2 separate regions of the Zea mays genome follow, and region 2 is linked to region 1. Evidence: chromatin contacts called from public Hi-C data. All regions are on one chromosome and are shown on one strand. The core of a region is the stretch at or near the end of the contact, and the rest is flanking DNA. Distances in the headings are between cores, read along the strand shown. Region 1 holds the start of LOC100273484. Region 2 holds the start of LOC103653966 (ATPase family AAA domain-containing protein 3C).

Region 1 (5,497 bases), core at 713-3,212:
TACACGGCTCATACAAGTCTGAATTTGCATGAACATAGTCAAATTTTGTTTGATGTGCTCATTTTTTGGTAGAGTTATTGGATCGTCCGCCAGTTTGGGAATTCCGTGATGGCATGTACGGCCATTATGAACTCTGAACTTTAAACATGTTCAGGTTGGGCCGTAGGGGTTTATTTTGCCCTGATCTAACCACTACTGTGTTTTTTTTCATTTCACATGAGGCCAAGTGACTGCTGGCTTGGTCTTCAGGAAGCAGCTACTCACTTTCTACTGACTGAAACTGTGCAACAAATCCGCTGAACAAATTCCGGGAGCCAATGTCCCAGGCAGCAGTTCCATTCACCTGCAGAAAGCACAAGGCACTCGGTTCAGTTCAGGCTTCAGCACGGGAGGGTAGGACTCGAGGACAACCGATTTGCAGCTAACATACGTTGAGGCACGGCTCGGTCGTCGACGGTCCGGCCGCCACCGATACCGACGCGGCAGCCGACACAGGGCAGCTCGCGCCGGCGGGCGCGTACGGGTTGTTGACGACCATGTCCAGCCCAAATCCGGTGGAGTTTGCCGCTGCAGATGGATGCATCTGCGGCATGTGGCTCATCTGAAGGCAGGACGGCTCCAGCTGGCCGGCCGGCAGAGCCATCGCGGGCAGGGCTGCCGCCGGGCTGCGTCGTGACTGCTTCAGCTGCCGGCCGAAGAGGTCCTCGACGATGTCGAAGCTCACCACCGGGTTGGAAGCGGCGATCTTCATGGACAGGAACTGCAAGCAGGGGAGGGAGACACTCCGGTGAGCCGTGAGCGATTGCCCAACGACACTAGCTTATCAAGCCGGAAGAAGCGGAGAAGATGAAGCAGGCAGGCAGACAGGCCGGTCGGTCGGTACCTCGACTTGCTTCTGCAGGGACTGCACGTAGTTGATGATCTCGTCAAGCATGCCGGCCTTGCCCGTGACCTTGCTGCACCCGGGCACCAGCTCCTGCAGGTACCGCATCCGCTCGCTGATCCTCTCCCTCCTCACCTGTACGTCAGTTCGTTCGGCCATGAGCTCTAATGCACGCCGCAGGTCGGGTCGATCTATCGGTGCCCACGAGCAGCATGGACCATGGGGCACGCGCGCAAAGATGTTTGCCCAGTAACTCAGCTGTTAATATTACCCGCTCGGCGAGGCTGTGGCTGTCCGTGGCCTGGCCGCGGCGGGCCCGGACGTGGATGTAGTCGGTCTTATGGCCGGCAGCAGCAGCCGCCGCCGCCGCCGATGCAGCCTCGGCCTTTTTCTTTGTGCCTGCCTTTGGCCGCTCCTGCTTCCCTTTCCCTGGCGCCACGATCTCAGAGATGCCAGACAGCCGCTTCCCTCTGGGTCTCTTGCTCATGTCGTTTGCACCACCCTGCTAATTTCAATTTTTTTAACACAACTGTCAGTCAAAGACTTGACAATCCAGCAGAAAGCGTTGCTCCGGCAACCAGCACCGCCCATGCCTGAACCTCTCACCGTGGCATCGAGGCCGTCGTACGCGTCCGGTTTCCTCTTCCTGGAGCCGCCGCTGCCGCTGCAAGAGGACTCGTTGCCGTTGCCGGCCATGGCAGGCACGCCGAGGTTCGCGCCGCACATGGCGCCCAGGTCCGGCCACTCCTGGAGGCAGCCGAACGCGGTGGTGCACATTGCGCCGAACTTGTCGTCGTCGAGGTCGAGCCGCCCCTGGCAGAGGCTCTCGGCGGTCCCCCGGCATCGCGCCATTGCCAGCGACCCCAGAGGCGGGATCAAAACGCCGAGTCCTAAGACTAAGGGGGAGAAAGGGGGAAAAAACACGAGGACTCGGGGCAAGCTTTGCCTCGGCTGTTTTGGTGCAGGTCTCTGAGCCACCGACGAGTGAATCAACGCAGCGCGGTTAGCAATTACTATGTAGGAGGAGCGTGTGGCGTAGGGAGGATCTTGTGGCCTTGTGTGGGTGAAGCTTGCGTGTCCCTTTCGATCCCGGTTCTATGCCCAATTTCCCAATCAATATATATAGGGAGAACGGCTGGTGGGTAGATATGGGGTGCCCAGCGCCCTTTGCTTGGGGCGATGGTACTTGGCCATGGCAGATTGGATTTGGCTCTCCCTTTAGAGGTGCGAGTGCGATCATGTGAGGTAGGGTTTCGACACAGTGGTGTGGGGGAGTGTGTTTTTGAGCTGGCATATCGTAGGACCCCAGTTTGCCGGTGCCGGGCCGGGGGGCCTTCTCAGCTACGCGTAAACTTAAACTGCAACGCAGCAGGGCATCAGAAACGAGCACCCAAGACCGATGATCTACGAAAAAGTCAGCTTTTTAGCATCTACTAGTAATTAATTCATGCATAACATCTTCAAAATTCACGCGTTCCGAATGAAGGTATGACCTACGAGTAGTGCTCGGAATATGAACCAGGTATTTTAAGTCAGCACGAGCACGCCCTAAAAACAAAAGCTCAAATCACGATCCGACAAGAAATAATATATACCAAGCTAACACAACCTAAAGACGGATCTAGGCTGAGTCTAAAATTCTGGCCCAACGGGTCCTCGACACAGACCACACAAATGGATCGACACGACCCAGTGAAGCTCATACTTTTTAATTTTATAATTTAGTAAGCTACAAACTTTATATTGTTGTGATATTTAGCCTTTATAGGACCGAATTATGTTAGGATTGTTTAATATCTTTAATTTAGTATATTATGGACTTTATGTTGTTGTTGTATTTTGATTTTATGTGGTTAAATATATGGGTCGAGTTTGAGCCGGCACGACCCAACGAAGACACAATATGTGGTTTAGGATCGGACTGGCCACTGTTTTACATTTCAGTCTGGCACAAAATGGTCCAAAAGTTTTTAGATTTTTTGGCCTGAACTTGTTTAATACGAAGCACGATATACTCGGACCAGGTCGATCTGGCCCAATTCATAGCACTACTCAGGAGTCACGAATGGCCAACGAGAGTATGAACAGCCTGCTCGGGTTCTAGCTGTGCGTGTGCTGGCAGTGAGATGCGCCATTCTGAGATTTCCCTGATGCTGCAGAAGGACGAGAGGGGAGGCGACAGCTGCTCGATCTTATCTGTGCTGGCCGGGCACCAGTGACTCACCACACGTTGCCACGTCGGCTTCCCACAGTAACAGGTAAGGTCACCAGAAAGATGGTTTGAATCTGTCATCTTTACCAAGCAAGGATAAACCTAGAAAAAAAGCACGAATAACAAGGCAATTGATAATGGAATGTCTAAATTAGTAAGGCTGTCTAGCACCTTACATATCATATCTCCTATCACATCTTCTATTTAAAATTTTACTCTATAAATAATAAAGTATATAATATAAAATAATATTTTGCATGACTATGTATGATCTACTGAAGACAACTTAATAAAGCCTACGCTAACGGTCTTTTATGCATAACCTCAGGTTATTTTTAGAATCTAGAGTTATCATGTGATGACGGGACAACGATGAAGGTGCAATGCGCACTACTGGAGTCCGGATAACGGGGCTTCCGTTCAATAACTTTTGTTCCAGTTGATTTAAAACTAATATTGAGATTGGTTTCAGTGCCGGTTTTAAATCTGAAGATATATGTAAAAGATATTAGAACCAATTATTCTCCAACCGATACTAATATTAGAGAAATTAGTATCGGTTTATTACCTGTCGGGGATCATAAATAGATGTACCCCTAATACTCCTAATCTCAGCTGGTAACCCCCATCAGCACAAAGCTGTGAAGGCCTGATGGGTGCGATTAAGTCAAGGCTCGGTCCACTCAAGGGACACGACCTCGCCTCGCCCGAGCCCAGCCTCGGGCAAGGACAGTCGACCCCGGAGGATTCACGTCTCGCCCGAGGGCCCCCTCAAGCAACGGACACACTTTCGGCTCGCCCGAGGCCCAGTATTCGCCGAGAAGCAACCTTGGCCGGATCGCCACACCGACCGACCGTATCGCAGGAGCATTTAATGCAAGGATGGCCTGACACCTTATCCTGACGCGCGCCCTTCAGTCGACAGAGCCGAAGTGACCGCAGTCACTTCGCCGCTCCACTGACCGGCCTGACAAGAAGACAGCGCCGCCTGCGCCGCTCCGACTGTTGTGCCACTCGACAGAGAGAGGCTGACAGCAGCCAAGTCCGGCCTCGGGCGCCATAGGAAGCTCCGCCTCGCCCGACCCCAGGGCTCGGACTCGGCCTCGGCCCCGGAAGACGACGAACTCCGCCTCGCCCGACCCCAGAGCTCGGACTCGGCCTCGGCCCCGGAAGACGACGGACTCCGCCTCGCCCGACCCCGGGGCTCGGACTCGGCCTCGGCCCCGGAAGACGACGAACTCCGCCTCGCCCGACCCCAGGGCTCGGACTCGGCCTCGGCTCCGGAAGACGACGAACTCCGCCTCGCCCGACCCCAGGGCTCGAACTCAGCCTTGGCCTCACACGATGGTCTCCGCCTCGCCCGACTCGGGGCTCGGACTCGACCTCGACCTCGGAAAACAGACTCGACCTCGACCTCAGAGGAGCCTCCGCCTCGCCCGACCCAGGGCTCGGACCGACCACGTCACAGGGGGCCATCATTACCCTACCCCTAGCTAGCTCAGGCTACGGGGAACAAGACCGGCGTCCCATCTGGCTCGCCCTGGTAAACAAATAATGATGGCGCCCCGCGTGCTCCATGACGACGGTGGCTCTCAGCCCCTTACGGAAGCAAGGAGACGTCAGCAAAGACTCGACAGCCCCGACAGCTGTCCTTCCGCAAGGCTCCAACGCTCCTCCGACGGCCACGACATCACATGAATAGGGTGCCAAAACCTCTCCGGCTGCCACGACGGCATGTACTTAGGGCACTAGCTCCTCTCTGCTAGACACGTTAGCACACTGCTACATCTCCTATTGTACACCTGGGCCCTCTCCTTACGCCTATAAAAGGAAGGTTCAGGGCACTCGTACGAGAAGGTTGGCCGCGCGGGAGAACGGGACGGCGCGTACAGGCCTCTCGCCCCTCCCACACGGACGCTTGTAACCCCCTACTACAAGCGCACCCGACCTGGGCGCAGGACAACACGAAGGCCGCGGGTTTCCCCTTTTTTGCCTGTCTCCCCTTTCTTCCCCCCTTCGTGCTGTCTCGCGCCGACCCATCTGGGCTGGGACACGCGGCGACAATTTACTCGTCGGTCTAGGGACCCCCCGAGGTCGAAACGCCGACAGTTGGCGCGCCAGGTAGGGGCCTGCTGCGTGTTGACGAACAGCCTCCCGTCAAGCTCCAGATGGGTAGTCTCCAGCAACCTTTCCAGCCCGGGACGGTGCTCCGTTTCGAGAGTCTCGAGTTCATGTCCCTCGACGACAGCTACGACATGATACTCCTTCCTCCGCCGCGCGACAGCGACAATGACGACCGACAACCCGCCCGCCGGCGGCGGAATCAATGACGTCTTCCCCACGTGGCGGAAGAACAACATTCGGGTTTGTCCCGTCGCCTCCCTCGCCGAAGGAGGAGGAGG
Region 2 (5,381 bases), core at 307-2,806, 140 kb after region 1:
TAAATATTGAAGTAATGTATTATTTAAATTGAGAAGGACAAAACAGAAGGACCCACTATAGGAAGCATTTGTTGATTCCAGGATGTTTGTCATTTTCCAATAGTTGTGAAATGTTCCAGTTCTTACTAATGAAGGTATTCTCTCTTTTTTGTTGGGTTACTAAGACTTGGGAGTGTGGACCCATCATCACCTAGTAGCAAGTTAACCTGTTATCTTGAGTAGATATTTCTCACAACTAAATATAATAGTTCACTTATGCAGTAGCAGGTGCTTAACATTTGTTCTCTGAAATTCTTACAGCACTTATATTTTATTCAGACAATTACAAAGGTACTATTTGCTTAACCAACACAATGTAGGCATTCTTTTTTAAAAGTACATGTTACAGAATTTGAAGCACGCATATCTGAGCATCAACCAAGTCATGGGGAGCGGACAGAGGAGGGAGAGCAAGCGAGGGGCCGGCCGGCGGAGGAGGGGCATTCCGCTGGAGCGACGAAGCCACCGAGCGTGGCTGCGGCACATGCGCTGAGAAAGACTGCGTGAGGGGCTATGTGCCTACACTTGTGCGAGAGGGGAAGCCACTAGCGCTATGGAGCCTGAGCGCCACCGTTGTTGCTTGCGTGTGGAGGGCGAGCAAGGGATGGGCGGCGGCGTTTAGCCGGGGATCGACGCCCGCGTGTGGGCCGGGGGCGAAGGGGATAGAAAGCGGCGTTGGGAATCCTGACCGTCCAGGGTGGCGGCGTTTGCGACGCCCGGGGAGGGAGCGAACAGGATGGAAACCGACGCTGGGAGTCCTGGACGTCCAGGGCGGCGATGTCGGTGGTGTTTGCGACGCCCAGTGGGGCGATATTTCACCGTCGGATGAAGATTGTGCGGCTGCAATCGCAAGCAATGACGTGGACATCGCGGTTGCACTCCTTTGCGCCCGCGTTTAATATATAGAAATGGGTCTTGCCAAGCAAGGCCTAAAATGGTCCCGACTCCTGTTGTCGGCAGGCCCAGGTCAAGCTAGACTCTGGGAATTGGGAAGGGCTCATTCGATTATCCCGGATTCAAACCCCGGAGCGATTTTCACCTAGAATGGTTATCAAATTTGTACAATAATTGATTATCTAGAATAATTTTTGGCCTCATTTTGATCATATTTCAATCTTTAGGACATGTTTAGGAACAAAAATAATTTTTGAAACCACAGTTTTTGAAATACTACAGTATACCTTAGTTATGACAATAACACAGTTTAAAATACTGCAGTTTTAGAAACTGAGATCGAGTTCTAAGTTTAGAATATCTTAAAATAATTACACTATTTACAATAGTCTAGTTTTGAAAATAGATATTTTAGCTAACTTACCAAACACTATTATGTATATTGTAGTATTTTTTTTTAAATTATAAAAAACTTTATTTCCAAACACACTTTTATTTTAAACTTAACTTTTAATAGTGCTGTCTAAGTAGAAAACAGTGTTTGGACTGCTGGAGATGCCTAACCGAACATGCCCGAAAAGAAGAAGAAAAAAAAAACGTTCTGCTTCTTGCGTCTGTAACTCTGTATTACCCAGTCGACCGTGCCGCCAAAAACCCTGGGTCTCCCCTACGCTTCGCTCGTCATGCTGCGCCGCCTCCGCCTGCGCTTGCCGGGGAGGGCGGCGTCGGCTGCCGCCGGCGCGGCCGCTGCAATGGCGTCGCTCACCAACGTCGCCTACGCCGACGGCCTCTTCCGCCGCCAGTCCGCGCCGTCGAATCCAGGCGACGAGGACAATTTGGGAGCCTCCGCGTTCGGCCGCGATCCGGAGACCCTGGAGCGCATGGCCCGAGCGCTGCGGGAGATCAACAACTCACCGCTCGCCAAGCAGGCAAGGTGCCCGCCCTTTTGCTCCACCAAACGGAGTCTGCCCCCTCCTGACGTTGTTGTGTTGTTGTTGCTCGTGTGCAGGTGTTTGAACTGATGCGGAAGCAGGAGGAGACGCGCCTCACTGAGCTGGAGGTCGAGAAGGTCCAATACGCCATCTATGAGAAGCTGAGGGACATCGTGAGTTCCTGACGCCTTGTCCTCTTAGTTGATGCAAAATGATGTTAATGTTGCAGCCAGGACGGTTGCTCGTCTGGAGATTGTGGTTGCTCCCGTGGCCCGGACCTCCCAATTACTGAATCTTATCTTATTTGCCTAACATCCTCTTTACTTTGTGGAAATCAACTGCATAAGATTGAGGTTACCATTATAATCTGGATTAGTAAAGCATATTAACTTTACAATGAGATGTCAAAACTTGAAATATTGTGGGCTTCATCAAAACAGTGCCCGTGCAAAACAACTCAGGCTGACTTTTTTGGACAGCAAGTAACTACAAATTTAGAACACAACTCCACAGCATATAAAATGGACAACTGATTAACATGAAAAGTTAGAACTGTAGAACTTTGGTGATGTGTTAAGAGCTCTTCAACTTCTTCTTTCTGTGTGCATGTGCGCATGCATCCAACTATTGTGGTTCTTTGTTATGGATTTCCAGCAGTGAACTTACGTTCCTCTGGTGATCCTCAATATCTGATCTGCAGGAAAGGATGCAGAAAAAAGCTGAAGATTACAGAAATAGTTTGCAACAAGAAGCACAAGCAAAAGCTCAAGCATTACGCTTTGAGGATGAATTAGCTAGAAAAAGAATGCAGGTATTGAAAAGTCACACTTTATATTTCTTTAGCTACCTCCTATAATGCTGCTGCGCTGCTATGAAGCTAGCACACAATTAAATTAAGCATATCTATTTTGGCAGACAGATCATGCTGCACAGAGGCGACAGGATGCTGAACTCGTGAAGATGCAAGAGGCATCTGCCCTCAGGAGAGAAGAAGCTAGGCGTGCAACAGAACAGAAGATTTTGGAAGAAATGATACGTACTGAGAAGGAAAAGGCTGAAATAGATCAGGAAACAAACAGAGTTAAAGCTATAGCTGAAGCAGAAGCTCGTGTTCATGAAGACAAGCAATCAGAAGAAGTTGTTAAAAGAATGTTATTGGAACGCATGAAGGGTGAAAAGGAAAAGTGGCTCACTGCAATAAATACAACATTTTCGCACATTGAAGGTTTCAATGCCTTTGTCATTAGCAGTTTTTATGAAGTTAATCTACCACTCTCACTAGAAATGTTCTAGTAATAAAACAATAAATCTATATTTTGGTCTATCTGTACAAATACATGTCTGCTGATGGTGTATTTTTTTAATACTGCATACGTTCCAAACTGTAAATTCTTCTGTCTTTTCTAGATACATAGCTATGTATCTAAAAAATTCAGACTGGCTTACAATTTGGAACGGTAGTAGTAGTTGATATTAAATAAAAAGTTTTTTGGTTGTTTCTTCACATTTAGTTGAACAGAACACTAAGATTTAATCCTTGTAGTAGTTTGCAAGTGCATATGCACTTCGGTCTTGTCAAAACTAATGTATCATGTTTGGTGAAACCATATTTGGTAATTTTATGCTGAATTATAGACAAGGGTCAACGTCATTCTTCTTACAAACAATTCTAATAACAAAATAATGCTAAAATATAACACTTTCTTATTTGCACTGGTTATGATTCTTGCTTCTCATGTGGACTTGTAGGTGGATTCAAAGCACTGTTAACTGATAGGAGCAAACTAATGATGGGTATTGGAGGAGTTACTGCACTGGCTGCTGGAGTTTATACTACTAGGTTTTTCTCCCCAATTTTATTTTTAGAGTACATAGACACAAAACATTCATAAATCATACCTTTATCTATTACATATTTACATTTTCACACACAATAATATAGACTTCTAATTTCTATTGTTCTCTATTTTCATTTTTCAGGGAAGGTGCGAGGGTTACATGGAGTTACATAAATAGAATCTTGGGTCAGCCTTCGCTGATCCGTGAGTCATCAATGTCAAAGTTCCCACTACCAATGTCTAGGCTACTCAAACCTAGTTCAGCATCTTTGTCGGAGGGAGCAGGCTTTGAGAAAGTTATCCTGCACCCTTCACTAAAGCGGAGGATTGAACATCTTGCACGAGCAACTGCAAATACGAAGTCTCATGGTGCACCATTCCGCAACATGCTGTTCTATGGACCTCCTGGAACTGGCAAAACTTTAGTAGCCAGGGAGATGGCTCGCAAATCTGTAAGTTCTGCAGGTCTATTTTTTCTTGCACCATCCTCCATCCATAGGAACATGTTAGTGCCCTGAAATGATTTATTTTTTCTTGTCACATTGAGACTTAAAATGATAATAGAGATGCTGGTGGTCTGTGGAAGCTGTTGGGTTTTCTATTTTTGTTAGGCTAACTAATTGGATTATCTTCTTTTTTCTCTTTTGAAATGAGCCTAGTTGGGGACACAAGTTTGATAATTAGTATAATCAGTTCAAACGTTTGATAGGGCACATTGTATCCAATAATACTCACACCCTTACATTCCTGACATGACAGGGCCTGGACTATGCCATGATGACGGGAGGAGATGTTGCACCCTTAGGATCAGAGGCTGTTACCAAGATCCATCAAATATTTGACTGGGCTAAGAAGTCCAAAAAAGGCATGCTTGTTTTCATTGATGAAGCTGATGCATTCTTGTGCGAGTAAGTTTTCTAAAATTAGATGCCTGATGACTACTAGTTAGGGATGGCAACCAGGCAGAATCGGGTTGGGTGGAGCCGTGGAGTCTTCGCGGATCTGAACCTGAAACCCGAACTCAAAACCTGAAACTGCCCCAAACACAAGTTCGAGTGATAATCCAAACCCGAAACCAAACCAGGTCGTTTTCCGAAACCTGAAGCTCACCAGTCACCACTCACCACTACAAGGCAACACTAAAAAAATAAAGAATTTCTAGCAACACATGCATGGTATATCTGTATATTCACATGTATAAACATGAAACAGTAAACAATACACAATTTCATGATTCAACTTAGGACAAACATAATAGCTTACATAAACAATTTATTAATAAAACTCATGAGTTTTATCCAAAATGATCTATTTTGGATCTCCATTGGGTATCCACGGGTGGAAACCGAAACCCAAAACTTAACCCAGTAAGTTTCGGGCCCCTGAACCTGAAAACCGGGGGAGAGGGGGGATCGAGCCTGAAATCCGCAGAGCCACCCCACTGCCATCCCTACTACTAGGTAATGTTATGATTAATATGAACAAAACAGAACTCAAGCACTTAAGTGTGACCTTAGTTACCGATCTTGAATTAAACTAATTCTGAATGATAAATAAATTCAACCTGGTTTAACAAACCTTTTGCAGATTTTTTTGTTCAATTAAAGCTTAATAATTGGACCCTGGCTCCCAGCAGCACCTTAGTTTGTACTGTGTGGTCTTGCAGCAGCAATACAGT

What was found. A called contact is a pair of places that touch in the nucleus more often than the background predicts.
Region 2: a Hi-C map of leaf mesophyll shows a contact between it and region 1, with 2.8 times the contacts expected there. The contact joins the promoter of LOC103653966 here to the promoter of LOC100273484 in region 1. A contact is called at or near these places in 12 of 25 Hi-C or Micro-C datasets (ear, endosperm, leaf and 4 more) and 2 of 3 datasets of contacts at active chromatin or transcription factors (leaf and seedling).

What each region holds. Positions count from the first base shown.
Region 1 is chr4:165,134,013-165,139,509 of Zm-B73-REFERENCE-NAM-5.0, forward strand. It overlaps LOC100273484, which reads right to left and starts at 1,963. Exons shown (of 5, transcript NM_001147921.1): 1 at 1,490-1,963; 2 at 1,155-1,385; 3 at 884-1,018; 4 at 431-760; 5 at 1-343. The coding sequence starts at 1,735. The coding sequence ends at 257.
Region 2 is chr4:165,275,806-165,281,186 of Zm-B73-REFERENCE-NAM-5.0, forward strand. LOC103653966 (ATPase family AAA domain-containing protein 3C) reads left to right here and starts at 1,557. Exons shown (of 8, transcript XM_008680794.4): 1 at 1,557-1,862; 2 at 1,943-2,038; 3 at 2,566-2,676; 4 at 2,781-3,090; 5 at 3,615-3,705; 6 at 3,846-4,155; 7 at 4,463-4,611. The coding sequence starts at 1,617.